Regions from separate parts of the Sus scrofa genome. Here region 1 is linked to region 2. The links are chromatin contacts, called in public Hi-C maps. All regions are on one chromosome and are shown on one strand. The core of a region is the stretch at or near the end of the contact, and the rest is flanking DNA. Distances in the headings are between cores, read along the strand shown.

Evidence for each region. A called contact is a pair of places that touch in the nucleus more often than the background predicts.
Region 1: a contact with region 2 is called in a Hi-C map of embryonic fibroblasts, with 2.0 times the contacts expected there. The contact joins the promoter of PRRG2 here to the promoter of RCN3 in region 2. A contact is called at or near these places in 4 of 47 Hi-C or Micro-C datasets (embryonic fibroblasts, epiblast stem cells, omental adipose tissue and 1 more) and 2 of 2 datasets of contacts at active chromatin or transcription factors (alveolar macrophages and skeletal muscle).

Annotation. Positions count from the first base shown.
Region 1 is chr6:54,634,573-54,637,840 of Sscrofa11.1, reverse strand. It overlaps PRRG2 (transmembrane gamma-carboxyglutamic acid protein 2), which reads right to left and starts at 1,861. Exons shown (of 10, transcript XM_021097559.1): 1 at 1,805-1,861; 2 at 959-1,037; 3 at 194-290. The coding sequence starts at 278. NOSIP (nitric oxide synthase-interacting protein) reads left to right here and starts at 1,810. Exons shown (of 9, transcript XM_003127327.5): 1 at 1,810-1,960.
Region 2 is chr6:54,597,581-54,601,090 of Sscrofa11.1, reverse strand. It overlaps RCN3 (reticulocalbin-3), which reads right to left and starts at 1,744. Exons shown (of 7, transcript XM_003127328.5): 1 at 1,400-1,744; 2 at 751-998. The coding sequence starts at 989. FCGRT (Fc fragment of IgG receptor and transporter) reads right to left here. Exons shown (of 6, transcript NM_214197.2): 5 at 2,918-3,034; 6 at 1,903-2,388. The coding sequence ends at 2,309.

The DNA of each region.
Region 1 (3,268 bases), core at 612-3,111, 37 kb before region 2:
AGGTGAAGCCATTAAAAAAAAAAAAAGGGACAAAAAAGAGAAAAAAGAAAGAAAAATGGAGGATTCCTAGGACTGGGGACAGGGAGGAACGTGAACTTGAGGGGATAGAGACCCGTGGCTGGGTTCTTCCTGGGTCAGGGGAAGGTGGCTGCCAGTGCCTGGTCTCCGGGTGTTCGTTCCTGCAAACACTCACCTTGGTCGTGCTTCCCGCTGGGTGAGGAGTCCAGGCAGGTGGTTAATCCCAGGTATAGCAGCAGCACAGAGGGGTGGCCCCTCATATTTTGTGGACGCTAGGAACCAGGTGTGGTTAGTTAGACGACAAACACCTCAGGGCCTGGAGAATGAGGCGAGGTCTCTCTGACCCACTCTGTGGTCCACGAATGACGGGAATAATACAGACACTTAGGTAGCCTGTATTCTGGGCCAGACACTGTTTGAGGTCGTTTACCTCTATTCACTCAGTCTCATTTTCACAGCAGTGCTATCATTATCTCCATTTGATAGATGAGAACATTGAGGCACAGAGAGGTCAAAGAATTTGCCCACATTCATACAGGGTGCAATTCAGAGGCAGGATTTCAACAAAGGCAACGTCCCTCCAGGGACCAGAGCTAGGAGCTTATCTTTTTCTCTGCTGTGTCTGCAGTATCCAGCACGGGTTTGGGCACACAGTAGGTGCTCATAAACATGTCCACTGAGGGGCATTCCTGCCTTCCCTGGTAATTTCCATGTACACCCGCCTCTCTCTGTGCTCATTGCCACATCCACCCGCGGAGATCAAAGATGACAGGAGAGGTATAGAGCGGAGGCCTATATCCTTGGGTCCAGGAGGAGGAGGAAGGAGCAGGGGTCCTGGGCTCCTGGGTTTGGAGGCTCCGACTTCTGGATCTCAGAAGAACGGGGAGCCAGATCGCCAGGGTCCCCAAGCCAGGCTCTGCCTCCAAGGGTATTCACTTACCTGCCCAGACTTGTGAACAGTGTCCCCTCCTTCTTAATAGGGGCCTCCTGGGCCAGCTGCGGCCAGCTGTGAAGAGGGGCTGGGGAGAGGGGAGGGGAGAGGAAGGAGGGGTGCCTTACTCTCTATAGTCGGCACAATCCAGGTTTCTGGCCAGAGGGGCGGGGTTTGTGATTACCTGCCTTGGGCGGGACTCAGGTAAGGGACTAAGTATTTAAAGGGACCTTATGATTAAGGGCCACGGTCCAGAGCCTTTAGGAGGGCCAGCCTCTCCGACACAGTGGGGGCACTTAGGGAGTTGGATATGCAGCTTCCCTCCTCCTATCCAATCCCCCCACCCCCACCCCGCCCCAAGAGCCCGCCAGTGAGAGCTGGGAACTAAACATCTAGGGCTCCAGATATCTAGAGATGTCAATACCTAGAAACTGACAGGGAAACTGCCTTAGTGAGAAATGTACGCCTTGGCCCCTGGGGGTGGGAGGTGAGTATGCGGTAATAAATTCCTGTTTCCTGAGGTAATTTGAAAGGCTTTGACTTCCGACTGCTCCAATGCTCCATGTGTAAAGTGGGGACAGTGGAGTTATCCCTTCTCTATTAACTCTTATTTTGCAGCAGAAAAGTGGATGATATCCTTGGGTAAGCCGGCTTTCCAGTCACTGGGCGAAGTGGTTAGTCCTTAGACACAGCCTTAGAGAGACGCGAAGCCTCGGTACCAGCAGGAAATCGCCCGCCCGGGAAACGCCTAGTATATACTAAGCGCGCCCCCTATTTACGCCAGTTTTACTGACCGGAACCTTCGAATTGCCACTCACGTTTCCGGAGGGAGGAAGAGAAGAAGGGAAGACTTACCTAGCCAGAAGAGAGACCTCCGCAACTAGGGGCAGATCTACTTCCTGTCTCTTCCGCCGGCCGGAAGTGTGTAGAGCGGGGAGGGAAAACAGCGCTCCTTTCCGGTGTAGGGGCACAGTTGAAGCCGCTTCGGAGGGAGAAGGCGTTGTTTGTAAGGTGAGTTCCAGGGGGTGGCGGGATGGCGTTACTGCGATCGTCTTCGCGTAGGCTAGAGTCTCGGGGTCCCAAGGGAGAGTGGGACAGGATTTTGAATTTCCGACTTCCCGACAGTCATTAGTGGAACGCTCTAGGCGCTCCAAGTTTGAAGCTGAACTACAAGTCCCAGAAATCTTTGGAGGTACCCAAACCTTCAGTTCTCTGGAGAGTTTTAGTTTCACTACGGACGGATGGGCCGGGGTTCCCGGGGAAAGGAGGGGACTGGTGTTCTAGAGAGTCTAAGACGTGAAAATTGAGGAAGAGCACCCCTTTCCTGCCCTTAGTTTCCCAGATTGTGATGCGGAGGGCGGCGGGGGATATTGTGCAGTCGCCTGTCGCCGCCTCTCTGCACCTTTTTGACAGCCTTCCCTCTCGGAGTTGCTGTAGGGTTTACCATTTTCCTCTATGGAGCTTTGGGGATTGGCTGTCCTGGTTTCATATCCCTACGGGGCTGCTGATGGGGTACGAACTTGGATTTGATGGGTCCTTTACAGCAATTTTCCTTTAATACTGGAAAAAGGTTCAAACATGTAAAAGTGAGAGAGTAACATAAGAATTCCGTAGTTCCCGTCGTGGCTCAGCAGTTAGCCAGCCCGACTAGCATCCACGAGGACGCAGGTTTGATCCCTGGCCTTGCTCAGTGGGTGAAGGATCCAGCGTTGCTGTGAGCTGTGGTATACGGATCGGGCGTGGCTGTGGCGTAGCGACAGCTATAGCACCAGTTCGACCCCCAGCCTGGGAACTTCCATATGTCGCAGGTGCGGCCCTAAAAAAAAAGTTTCATTTGCTTGAATTGGGATCCTTTCGAGTCATGTTATGTCTCTTTTTAAATTGCTTTTAATTTTGAACAGTCTCTCCTCCATCCTACCCAGTTTTTCTCTTAATGCAATTGATTCTTTGAAGAAACTGGGTTAGTTATTCTTTTTTTAATCCCATCATCTGAAACCCTTTTCACTTCTTTGAAATGGTAGTGTCTTTTCCTTTATTCCCCCCCACACACACACACTCTAGGCAGCCGCTCACCTACTTTCTCTGTCTCCATGGATTAACCTAATCTGGATATTTCACATAAATGGAGTCATTTTTTTCTCTGATCACATCCACTGCAGTTGCCACTTGCGTTGCTGCTTGGGCCACAGCTGCGCAGCCCCGCATCCTTAACCCATCCCACTGTGCCACAAGGGATCTTTCTCTGTCTGGGTTTCTTTCACTTAGCATGATATTTTCAAGGTTCACGCATTTTGTAGCATGTATCACTACTTTTTAAGG
Region 2 (3,510 bases), core at 495-2,994:
ACTGCTGGCAAGTCACTTCACCTCTCTGTGCCTCGGCTTCCACCTCTGGAAAACGGGGGTAAATAATAGAATCTACCCTACAGCGTGGATGTGCGGATTCAACGAGCTAAGCATCAGAAAGCACTGAGAACAGTGTCCAGCTCTGTAGTAAATGCGACCCAAATGTGTTAGCCTGTCACTGCCCTTCCTCCCCATCCCTCCTTCTCCCGACCCCATCCATGCACAATATCCCAGCCAGCAGACTGCCACCGCCGCCATGCCCACCTTGACTCTGTCCCCCTAGTCTCTCGTCTCCCTCCCGGTCCATTGCAGTCACCTTCTCACTGGGCTCCCTGCTTCTTGCTCCCTGTAGTCTGTTTCCTGCATGGCAACCTGGGGGGGAGTCTGTTCAACCTGAGGGCAGCTCACATCCTCCTTTTGCTCAGAGCACTCATCTCACTCAGAGAAAAACTTCAATCTTCACTGTGGTCCCAAGGCCCTCCGACCTGACCCCTTGGTTGTCTCTCTGCCACCCCCTGTTACCTTTCTCTCTCTTCCAGTCTCTTAGGCCTCACTGATCCTCAGACATTATCAGGCACATCAGGTTCAATCCTGCCTCAGGGCCTTTGCACTTACAGTTTCCTCTGCCAAGAATGTGATGCCCCCGTATACCCCCATGGCTCAAAGAATATCTTCTCACTGAGGCCTCCTCCCACCGCTGTCTTTAAAATTACAACCTTGAATCCTCCTCCCCTTCCATCTCTTTCCTACCCCAGACGGGCTTGGCTTTCCTCTGGGCTGAGTTGGTCGAATTCCTTGGCCACGTCTCGTCCCAGAAAAGCCTCATGGTCATATTGGAAGTTCCCGTGAGCGTCATCATGAGGGGCCTCGCTCAGGGGGGCTGCCTGGTGCACCCTCCCCTGGCCATGAGGGCCGGCTTCAGGGGACGGCTTCCCGTGGGCTCCGCGCCTGAGCAGCAACAGCAGCAGTAGAAGTGACGGTCGCCACATCGTCAATTCCTGAGGAGGGGTGGAGGCTACAAGTCAGGGTAGTAGCCTGGCAGAGATGGGACAGGAGATGGGGGTGGGGACAACCTAGGACAGGACAGAGAGTTGGTCGCTGGCTGCCAAGGTTTGGGCTCAAAAAAGGATGGTATGGGGAAAAGGGAGGTGGGGTTCTCAGAGGTAAAGCCAGCTGTGGGGGCCGAATCTTCTGAGGAAGTCCTAGAGCCGCAAGTGGGGGGATTCAGGCGGGAGACGTGGCGCACTTCCCACGCACAGCTCAGGGCGCGGCGGTGGCCAGGGAGAAATCATGCAGGCTCCTGGGCATCGCTTTCAGCCTGGTCCGCAATCCTCCACCCAAGTGGCCCCTCACCGTCCTCCCTGGCAGGCCCTCCGCCCTCGCCCCCGCCCCCCTTTACCCAGTTAGGCTGCTTCACTTCACTCTGCGTGCTCCACGCTGCGTTCTCCAAAAAGATGCCCAATTTGGCGGCTCTCCCGCTTGGCCCCGCCTCCTGCAGCTCAGAGGCCCCGCCCTCCGACCAATGAGCGCTCCTGACGGCCCCAAGGGGCGTGGCGGATGGGAGCCGGGAGGGCCACCAGCGCCCCTCGCCACGTCCACAAAGGAAAGTGCGGCCCGGGAGGACAGGGTGGGCAACGCCAGAGTCCTGCGACCCAGAGAACTACAACTCCCGATAGGCATCGGGGGACCCTGCCCTACTATCTCCGTTTACTCTAGCTGAAAAGCCTCACGGGAGATGTATTTTTGCCCCTTTTGTCCGCATGTTTTAAGAAAGAAGAGGCAGAGGAGAGTCGTTCCTTTCCCTCAAAGAGGAGACACCTTTTCTATTCCGCTCCAGTAAGGAGTCAAATCCGACTCCAGCCAAGGATTCCTCAAATTGCCTGACACAGTGTAAACATTCGGTAAATATTTGTGAAATTTATTAATTAAAAACACATGACTTGGTATATAAAATTGGCAGATTCCACCATGCCAGCAAGTTGGCCTCTGGAGAGATTTGAAGCCCAAGGCTTATACCATTTAATTCCCCCCACGATTGCCTTAAAAGGTGAAACAATGAGAACACAAAGAGTCAGGCCCAAACCCGTGTTATATATGTGGAGGTGGAATACAGCCATGTATATCAGGAGGGGGAACTGAGGCAGACCACAGGAGGAGAAATCCAGAGGGAGGACATCCGGCTCCTTCCAGAGGCTCAGAAATACCAGGATTCCAGGAGGTCTCACAGCATGAAGAGGACCTGACTACAGTAGCTGGTGGCAGCCAGGATGGGGGACCAGCAGGCAGTTGCTGGGAATGCATTCATATCCTAAGATTCAGCATCCTTGGCCAGGTCGGGGGTGGGCAGGAGGGCCCCTACGTCGTCCCCATGAAAAGAGATCCAAGGGGCTGAGGAAAGAGGAGAAGGGGAGGTCGTCAGAATCTTGAAATCCCCTGGGTATCCGCCCCTCCCCTACAGGTGTGTGCATCTGTTCCTGCCTCTGTCCTGCTCTGAAGGTTTCTATCCCACTCTGTCTGTTTCTCCCCCCCAGTTTTCTTTCTTTTCTTTTTCTTTTTTAGGGCCACACTCTCAGCATATGGACGTTCCCAGGCTAGGGGTTGAATTGGAGCTGCAGCTGCCGGCCTACGCCACAGCCGCAGCAACGTGAGATCCGCGACCTACACCACAGCTCACAGCGTGGCCAGATCCTTAACCCACTGAGCAAGGCCAGGGATCGGACCTGCATCCTCATGGATACTAGTCGGGATTGTTAACCACTGAGCCACGAAGGGAACTCCCTGCCAGTTTTCTGTCCCCATGTCTCTCTAAGTCTCTGTCTCTCTCTGTCTGGATCCCTGTTCCCCCAGGAATGTGTCACCCTCTTTTTTGGGGTTTCCGTCCCTCTCACGGAGGCACTTCCCTCTCCCCGTCCCACACCTGGCAGCCCCTTCCTCATCCTCCTCCACAGCAGAGCTCCTCCTCCAGCCACGATCAAGAGCAGTAGGAAGCCGACCATGATTCCAACCACTGGCATGGAGGACTTCGCTGGGGATTCTGCAGCCAGAGAGGTTGTGAGATGTTTAATGGACCCTCCACCACATCTGAGTCAGTCCCTCCCAACCTCAGAGATCTCAACACCACGTTTTGGGGAGTGGGTGTGGGTCCAGGAGAGGCCACTCAGATGATGCTCTAGATCTAGAAAGCCCCCAGGCTGGATGTCAAAACCAGCCGTGGCAGAAGGGGTCTCAGTCACTCTCGAGGGACCTGTAGCAGCAGGGTGGGTGGTGGTCCAGCTTGGAGAGGAGGGGCGAGCACAGAGCAGCAGCCCATCAGACTCATAGAGGACTGGCAGCAGCAGACAGCGAGCGCCCAGACTCCGTGAAGACTAGTCAGCAGCAGAAGGACGGAAGGTGGTCAGACTTACGGAGGACTTCCCAGAGTGGTTTAACAGCTGGCCAGATGGTGAGGCTAGCAGCAGCAGGACGGAAGGCAGTTAGACTTGGGGAGGACCAGCAACACAGGACAAAAGG